Linked DNA regions of Mus musculus: regions 1 and 2 are each linked to region 3. A link is a contact called in public promoter capture Hi-C data. All regions are on one chromosome and are shown on one strand. Each heading gives the region's core, a stretch centred on a gene start, on an enhancer-like site or on the middle of the called end of the contact. The rest is flanking DNA. Distances are from core to core; before and after follow the strand shown.

Region 1 (2,700 bases), core at 66-2,565, 2.2 Mb after region 3:
CGCGCGCAAGAGAGGACAAGTGGTGGGTGTTGGTACTTCCCCTCTGCCATATGGGTCCTAGGGATTGAACTCAGGCTTGATAGCAAGGCCCTTTGCTAAGTGGGCCATGTAAAGCTCACAGTCTGGTATTTATTTCAATGACTGAGGGGGGAAAAAAACCTATCTTGAGACGATGAGAATCGGCATTTGCATATATATACTCTGTTAAATTATATCCGATTTTGAAGGTATATAAAGAAGCTCTTGGAGATGAGGAAAGGTGACTGAGGAAGACCATGAGAATAACGTCGTTCATTTGAAAATATCTGCTCATCAGACACCAATCACCATCCTACGTGCCAAGGAAATAAGGACACAGGGTTTGCTGTCTTTTGAGAAACCAGTCCAGTGAAGAGAGGTAAAATTAGCACTTCTGGGAAAGAGCAGCAGGAGGTTCTCAAGTTCGTGGCCAGCCTGTACCACACAGTGAGACCACGTGATTGTAATTTGGCTAACCACTCATTCACAGACACATGACAGTAGAACGAAAGAATCGAAGGTCAGGGGCAAAACAGATAAATGACAGACAAACAGACAAAGTGATGCCCTAGGAATTTAAGACTGCATCGAGAAAATGGGCGGGGAGGGGGCATAGGGTCCCTGACTGACATGACCATTAAGTCCATCACCAGCCTTAAGAGCCCAGATGGGTTGGGGTGAAAGGCTCCCCACACACCAACCCCATCTTGCTTACCCCCATCCCTCCAAGCCGGGCTCTTGCACACCTGCCCTCTCCAGGCCTGGGTTACCTGGGGAAGAACTGGGTTGGCCTCTGACCCTCAAATGGAAGTTACTCTGGGCAGCTGCCTGAGGCGCTCAGCGCTCTTTGGGGCAACGAGATGCAAAAGGTCAATAGACACGAACTCGTCTCTAGGATCCTTACAACTTGTGAAGCCACGGGTGCAGCTGGGAGGGATCAGACAGTGGGGTGACCCCAGGGCCTTGCGCGGCCCGCTCGTGACACGGTCACTGACCTTTCCACAGGGGTTTCCCAGGGCCAGGGGCCGGAGGAGGGATTGCGACGACCCGCGCCCCGCACCCAACACCTCTCCCAGTCAGCCGGCTGCGCGCGGCGGAGCGCAGAGTAACCAAGGGCGACCAGGAGGCCGCCATCTTGAGCTCCGTACAGGGAGGAAAACTTTATTGTAACCCAGAAGACGCGACGGAGCAGCCGGGTGCTGTGGCGCTCCAGGAGGCCACGCCTGAAAATGAGAGAGCGTTAAAGAGAGATGACCTCAAGCTTAGAAAGGCTGCAACGCCTGCCCTTCACGCCTTCCGGTGGGCCTTGGGACTACAAGTCCCGAGAGGCCTCGCGCCTTGAGGGGGCGTGTCCTGACAGTCGCGGGTGCGCCCCACCCCGCTGAGAGGCGGCTAGAACCAACTCTCCACCCCGCCCCCACTGAAACCCTAGTTCTCCAGGCCTGAGAAACCAATTGTAGCTTGTAGTAATAATCGTGAACCTTCTAAGACCGCATAATATGAAGGTGACCAAGAGGTATATATTATACCTCGTCCAATCTGCTATAATATAGCCTCAATTTACTTTTCTTTCGGTGTCCAACGTGTCTCTGAAGGGTACCTGAAATGTGTTTCTGCCACTTTCTGTTTGAGCTGTTGAGTAATAGAAATTATCTTCTATATAGCACATGTTTTCATGCTTTGAAGAAGCTTATAAGTGGGACAGGAAAGCCAAAGGGCCCAGACTGACAGCTGGTGGATGTGGCAGTCATGGGATGGTGTGACCACTTGAATTTGCGACTGCCCTCATTTGAGGCTGGCGACCCTTTGGCTAGATGAACGCTGCAGCTAAAGACAATAGTGGGATCAAGGAGAGAGCACTGTTGTGGAGGAGTACGGAGATTATATTTTTGTCTAGGTGTGTGTGTCCTATATTGAAAGCGATTCTTCTGGAGGCCAGAAGTGGGCATTGATCCCCCCAGAGCTGGCTGAGATTAAAGGCAGCTGTGGGCCACTCAACGTGGGTGCTACGAACCAAACCCTTGTCGGCTGCATAAGTTACACATTATTTAAACAGTTGAGCCACTTCTCTAGTCCATACAAGATTAACTTTTAACAAAAGACAAAGACCTTCCCAGGGGTTGTCGGGTGGTGTTCAGCTGATAGAGTGTTTGCCTAGTTAGCAGGAAGCCCAAGATTCACCAGTCTGGGAAGAAAAAGCACAAACAGCAATCCTAGCATTTGGGAAATGTAGACAGCAGGGTTAGAAGTCCAACTACATAGTTACATCCTTAAAAATAAATAAAACAACAACAACAACAACAAAAAAGTAAACCCTTCAACCGTGGATCATATCTAAAAGACCTGAACATTTAGCTGGGAATTATGGAAAACAAGAAAGTCTAGCATTCCTAGGAAGGAGGAAACAAAGTTTCAATTGTGTGACCAAAAAAGAGAACACTAAGAAGAATTCCAGGAAACCAAATTGTGGTCACCAGAAGAGGAATTCTGAAGAAACAGGAAATGGAAGGTGTAGTATGGCAGAGTAACTTCAAGCCTTTTCTCTGCTAATATGTCAAAGTATGTACCCACCCCGATGGGACTGAAGATAGTCTAAAGAGACACTTGTGTCTTCTTTCCCTTTGGCTATTGCACTACTGAAACAATGGCCCTAAGAAATCAAACTGCTCCCAAGAATCCCAC
Region 2 (2,843 bases), core at 86-2,585, 2.2 Mb after region 3:
TTATGGTTGTGCTACACTGCTGTTTTTGTAGGCTGACTTGAAGGGACTCTAAGGTCACGTGACGCTGCCTAGGCCACGTAATGGCTTTGTTCAGGTATTGGGTTGACAACCGGATGCACTAGCTCCTGGTATCCTGGTTCTTGGCACTCCCCTATCTTCCTGTCTCCCTTCAGCTTCCTGAGTCTTTCCCTGGTCCTTTTTTCCATTTTGTATAAAGGCTTCTCTAAGTAGCATTCCAAGTACAATTTGAGATTTACCGCTTAAAAACAAAACACATTTACCAGGATTTGTGGGAAACAAGAGTGGCCGCTTACCCAGACAGGGTTCCCGGCCTTCATCTTGTCTTTCTTATTTTGCTTTCTTATTTCAGGGGCCAGACCAGTCTTTAGGCACTGTTTGACCTTAGTTTGAGCTTATCAGGTTTAAAAAATTCCACTCCCTTATTTACTGCTTCGAATCTATCAGTGTAGAACAGGGTGACCTTGAAACTTCTGAGTCTCAGCCTTCTGAGTGCTGGCATTACATTATGCCGGGATTAATGTCCTTCTTGGGGACTGGACCCAGGACTTTATGAATCCTAGGCAATCAATCTACCAACTGAGTTACATCATCATTTTTTGTTTGTTTTTTGAGGGCTACTGTGTAGCCCTGGCTGTCAACTCACTCTGTAGACCAGTGGCCTAGAACTCAGAAATCCCGCCTGCCTCTGCCTCCACCACGCCTGGCTAAAAAGCCTTTTGTTTTGTTTTGGTTTTGTTTTGTGTTTTTTTCAAGACAGGGTTTCTCTGTATAGCCCTGGCTGTCCTGGAACTCACTTTGTAGACCAGGCTGGCCTCGAACTCAGAAACCCGCCTGCCTCTGCCTCCCAAGTGCTGGGATTAAAGGCCTGCGCCACCACCGCCCGGCTCTCCCTTGGTTTTTAAAGATAAGGTCTCATGTAGCCCAGGCTGGCCTCGAGCTCCTGATTCTCCGCTCTCCATTTGCCAAAGGTCAGGATTACAGATGTGTACTGATTCATTTGAGACGTTTATTAAAGGTTTCTAGAAATGAATTTCCAGGGATCACAGTGATGCACTGGATTGGCTGTCTTACAGCATAGGCAGTTTTGTCTCCTCCCTGCCGTCCCAACGACTGCCTTCACTGCGCCAGAACAGCTAAAATCGTTTCCGGAGTCCCTCCCCGCAGAGAAGCTGGGTCAGAAAAGCCGGAAACCCACACCTCCTCCCCAGAGCTCCCCTACTACGCCTGCGCGTCACTCGGCGGCGGCGCGCTCGCCCGAGGCATTGTGGTTATTGTAGTCTCCCCATATCCTTGGCGCCCACAGTCCCGTGACGCCGCCGCGCCTCAGCCCCACCCCGCAGTGTCCCTCGGGGCCGCCGCGGGGCCTGCGAACCGGGCGCGGCGTTCAGGCCAGTCAGCTGTTTCTCCCTGGGCAGAGGGCGGAAGCCCGAGCAGCCTGGGGCGGAGCTTCGCGCGGAACGAACGCCCACCCGTCCTACGTGCTCGTTCGTCTCCGTTCGCTGCGCGCGAGCCGGGAGTCCCCGCGGCGGGCGGCGGTGGCGTTGGCGGAAGGCGGTGGAGAGAAGCCCGCGGCTGCCGCGGCGACAGCGAAATGGCGGAGACGGTAGCGGACACCCGGCGGCTCATCACCAAGCCGCAGAATCTGAATGACGCCTACGGGCCGCCCAGCAACTTCCTCGAGATCGACGTGAGCAACCCGCAGACCGTGGGGGTCGGCCGGGGCCGCTTCACCACCTACGAGATCAGGGTCAAGGTGAGGCGTCCGCCCCTCTCCCGCATCCCTCGCTCCGGGGCCGCCAAGTCCCGCCGGACCCCGGCGCGGGGCCTTGAGGTCTCAGCGGCCGCCCAGGCCAGACGCCCCTGCGAGGCAGCTTGTCTGCGGGCGGAGGCGTGAGCCAGGGTTTCGCTCGCTCTCCGTGGACAGTTTGTATGGGGACCAGCTCGCTGGCTCCGGTAGAAGGTGCTGGAAGACGAGGGCGTGGGTTGAGCTCTGCTAGCCGAGATCTCAGGCAGCTGATCTGGGCTTGACATTTGAGTTGAAGAGGTAGATCTTTCGAGAACACTGTTCTCCGAAAAGAGAGCTAGGTGTGACTGAGGAAGAAAGGGGGAGGGGGGCGTGTGTGCGCAAAGTTGAAGCCCTCTCTCCCTCCCTGTCTCTTTTTTTTTTTTTTCCTGGACGCTTACCAAGACGTAGTGAAGCCAAGCTTAGCTGCTCTTTCCAGGCCTGTCTCAAGCTACAGTAAGAGTATCCTGGGCCGTACACGTCTGTGAGCAGAACTTGATGGCGAGTTCACGGGAGCGCGTCAGATTTTTGTGGTAGGGCTCAACCAAGCGGTTAGCAGCGATGAGAAATGGTTGACCTTAGCATGCTTGGCTGTCCTGCTGAAGGCCTAGGTGTGTGGAATGTCATCTTCCTCAGTGTCCAAAAAAGCAACTGCCCGGGACTAGGGAACCCTACTCATCTAAGTGTCTGGCTTTAGCTTTTTCACTTCAACTGAAAAAAGGAATAGGGTGAAGTAGAAACGTACTCTTAGAATCCCATAACTAATGGGGTTTTGGCAGTAAGTAATTTAGATGATTCGAGGGACACTAAATGAAAGTACTGCTTTTTTTACTCTGTAGAGCAGGATGGAAGGGTTTTTCCACATTTGAAAAAAAAACTTATTAAATTAATTCATTGCTAAAAATTAAATATTAAATAGTAACCATGAGAATTTTGGCCTTAGAGGACTCATGATCATTGTTAACATTAGCCTTTTTTTTTTTTTTTCGAGACAGGGTTTCTCTGTATAGCCCTGGCTGTCCTGGAACTCACTCTGTAG
Region 3 (2,738 bases), core at 210-2,709:
GCAACTAGTAGGAACTGCGTTTCCCAGTGTGCCTTAAAGTCTCGGCAGCACGTGGCCGCTGGGATTCTCTTCTCGCTTTTTGTCAGAGGACGGTTGCACCGCGCAGCCAACATTCCTAAAACGCCCATTGGTCCACACCCTGGGGCCAGGCTCCGGAGGGGCCCAGGAGCTCATTGGTCCGCCTCTCAATGAACCGGACCACGCCGGTTCCTCCGCCACTCTAGTCCCATTAGTGCGCTTCGGAGCACGGCGGAGCCCGGGTACCGGCCACCAAAGCGGGAGGCTGGTGTCACCGCCGCCGGGTCCATGCATCCTCAGTGTCATCCGCGCTTCAATGCTCGACTCTCCCAGCGAGGTCACTAGCAACTCTCCGCACCACCTCCCGTGTCGGGTGTGAGCAGGGGGCCCGCAGGTCTCCTTTGCTCCAGCTTAAGGCATTAAGTAAAATAGATCTTCGGGCTGACAGGCTTGTACCCCGGGAAGCAGGCAAACCCTCCAGCACCCCGCTGCGCTCTCCCGGACTTCGCCTCCGTAACAGGTTACACAGCCCAAGGTCAGGAGCCTCCCGGGCAAAGCCCGCGGAGGGTCCCGAGGCGCCCCGCTCTGCTGCAGGGCACGTCCGGGCGTCGGCGGGGCCCGGCACTGCGACACGGCCGCTCCCGCCCAATCCCGCCGCCCGAGCGAGCGCCACGCGCGGCCGCCTACCCCGCGGCGGGAGGCCTGCTGGTCGCCCCGCGGCCCAGGCCCACCCAGCTCGTGCTCCGCCCGCCCCTCACCCAGCCACACCTGCCGGAGGGCCGCGTGCCCCCCGCCGGAGCCCGTCAGCCCAGCCCCGCCGTCCGCCGGGGACGTTACCTGAGCACGCGGCCGCGCCGGCCTCCTCCCCTCCCCCAGGCGGCGCAGGCGGCCCCGCAACGGCGGCGGGAGAAGCCAGTTCCCGCCCGCCGACCTGGCCCCACCTGAGGCCGCGACTCGTGCCTCGCAGTCGGCGGCGAGCCGCCCTCAGGCCCAGGCACCCACCTTGGGATGGTACGAAGATCCCCAGATCCCTGGCTTGCGTCGGACTGCTGTCTGGAAAACCAGACCTCCAGCAGTTTCTCCGTCCCTTCGAAAAAATGTGCAGCTTCCATCACCGTGAGACTAGCGAACAACCAACAACCACAGAAAATCAACTAAATTAAATCTCTTCTCCCGCCGCTCCTGCCGCCGCTGCGGATTGTTCCAGCTGTGTTACTAAAGTTCAGGTTCCTTTTTTTTTTTTTTTTGCTATAATTTTATATTAACTTTTTTTTAAAAAAAGGACTAATAAAATTTTCCCGGCTATTTTCGTGAGCGAAAGTTGAACGTGAGTCTGTTGGAAATAGAGGCAGATACAGTTCAGTCTCTTGTAGTCCGCTGCTTTCCCGTTAGGAGAGTTGAGCGAGCGCTAGCTAATGTCGCCGGCCATACTGTGTAAGCGAGGGTTCTGCGTGAGCGCAGACCTTATATAAGCATCCTCCCCGACAGGCCAGGAAGTGACGCCATCGCCCCGCCCTCAGGGCCTCATAGGGACCGCTTCGTGTCAGTCAAACGTCGCCGAACGCCGGCTGGCTGGCGGTGGGCCCACGGGGAGTGCAGGGGACTACCAGCTTGGTTGCAGATGGAGCTGCCGCTGTCCCTTGAGCGGGAGACCGCTCTGTTGTCCGGCTGGGGACTTGGGAATCTGGGATTACTTGTGGAGCTGGTGGGGAGAGCGGGAGACAGGCGAGGCTGTCCCACGCTGCACACAGCTGGTTAGCAGAAAACAGGAGGGAGTCTGGAGGGGTGTCGCGGGGCTCGGCGGGGGCGGTGGCCACTGCTGGGTTGGCGTAGTGCTTTGATCCTGTGCGGTTTCTCGTTTCAAGCCGAGGTGGTTTTTGGCTTTTTAAAAAAAATTTTTTTAAACCATTTTTTCACGTGTTTCCACGAGACGAACGCAGCCTAGGCAATAAAATTGTCAGTGACGTACGTGTGGCCCGGGGTCGGATTGGAATGCGCTTTAATTCTGCTTGTGCTTTATCTGATGTGGGAATGAAGGCAGTTCTCCACGGGTTTACACAATAGCCAGAAGCGTCGTCTTCCTATTTCAAAAGAGAAAAGAGAAAAGCAACGTGGCGCCCAGCCTTGGAGGGCTCCGGCGCTATCTACCCCCCACCGTGTGCCTAGCCTAGCTTAGGAGTTGGCCGCCTTCCAGCAGACACCTATCAACCCGTACTCCATTAGGTCAACTGGTGGATATTTAGTTTGCAAAACTTCCTAGGAACTAGCTTTATTAAGTATAATACGAGGTTATTTGATATTTTTCTTAGGCTATTCTTAAAGGGGTGAACTAATTGAAAGTATTCCTCACAACCACCAGTACCACGCAAATTTACAAATTTGCCTAAAATTGCCTAAATGCCTAAAAAGGATCTTCGCGAGTATATAATAATAATGTAAATGGGTAGCAAAGAGTTTTCACTAATGATAATCTAAAGTATAAATTAGGGGTCAAATCCAAGTAGGATTTTGTTTTGTTTTTTTTTTCTTCTGCTATCTTCCTTTATTTATATTTGCAGTATGAAACACAAGCTCTGCACACATACTTGCACACTCACACCAGCCTGGGGGAGGGAGCTGGGACAAGGCCACTTTCTTTCTTTCTTTTTTTTTTTTTAATCTTAAGAAGCAAAAGATGTTAACAAAGTTATTAGTTACTTGGAAACACTGGGGGAAAGTCA

What was found. Promoter capture Hi-C pulls out the DNA fragments that hold promoters and counts their contacts.
Region 1: a contact with region 3 is called in a promoter capture Hi-C map of liver, with 7 times the contacts expected there. The contact joins the promoter of Afg1l here to the promoter of Amd1 in region 3. A contact is called at or near these places in 2 of 39 promoter capture datasets (the C10 cell line and liver).
Region 2: a promoter capture Hi-C map of hippocampal neurons shows a contact between it and region 3, with 3 times the contacts expected there. The contact joins the promoter of Snx3 here to the promoter of Amd1 in region 3. A contact is called at or near these places in 4 of 39 promoter capture datasets (hippocampal neurons, liver and pre-B cells), 1 of 484 Hi-C or Micro-C datasets (olfactory sensory neurons) and 1 of 9 other capture datasets (adipose tissue).

Annotation. Positions count from the first base shown.
Region 1 is chr10:42,477,250-42,479,949 of GRCm38.p6, forward strand. It overlaps Afg1l (AFG1 like ATPase), which reads right to left and starts at 1,316. Exons shown (of 13, transcript NM_145743.2): 1 at 1,014-1,316. The coding sequence starts at 1,152.
Region 2 is chr10:42,500,719-42,503,561 of GRCm38.p6, forward strand. Snx3 (sorting nexin 3) reads left to right here and starts at 1,336. Exons shown (of 4, transcript NM_017472.4): 1 at 1,336-1,774. The coding sequence starts at 1,613.
Region 3 is chr10:40,300,729-40,303,466 of GRCm38.p6, forward strand. It overlaps Amd1 (S-adenosylmethionine decarboxylase 1), which reads right to left and starts at 1,460. Exons shown (of 8, transcript NM_009665.5): 1 at 1,021-1,460. The coding sequence starts at 1,130.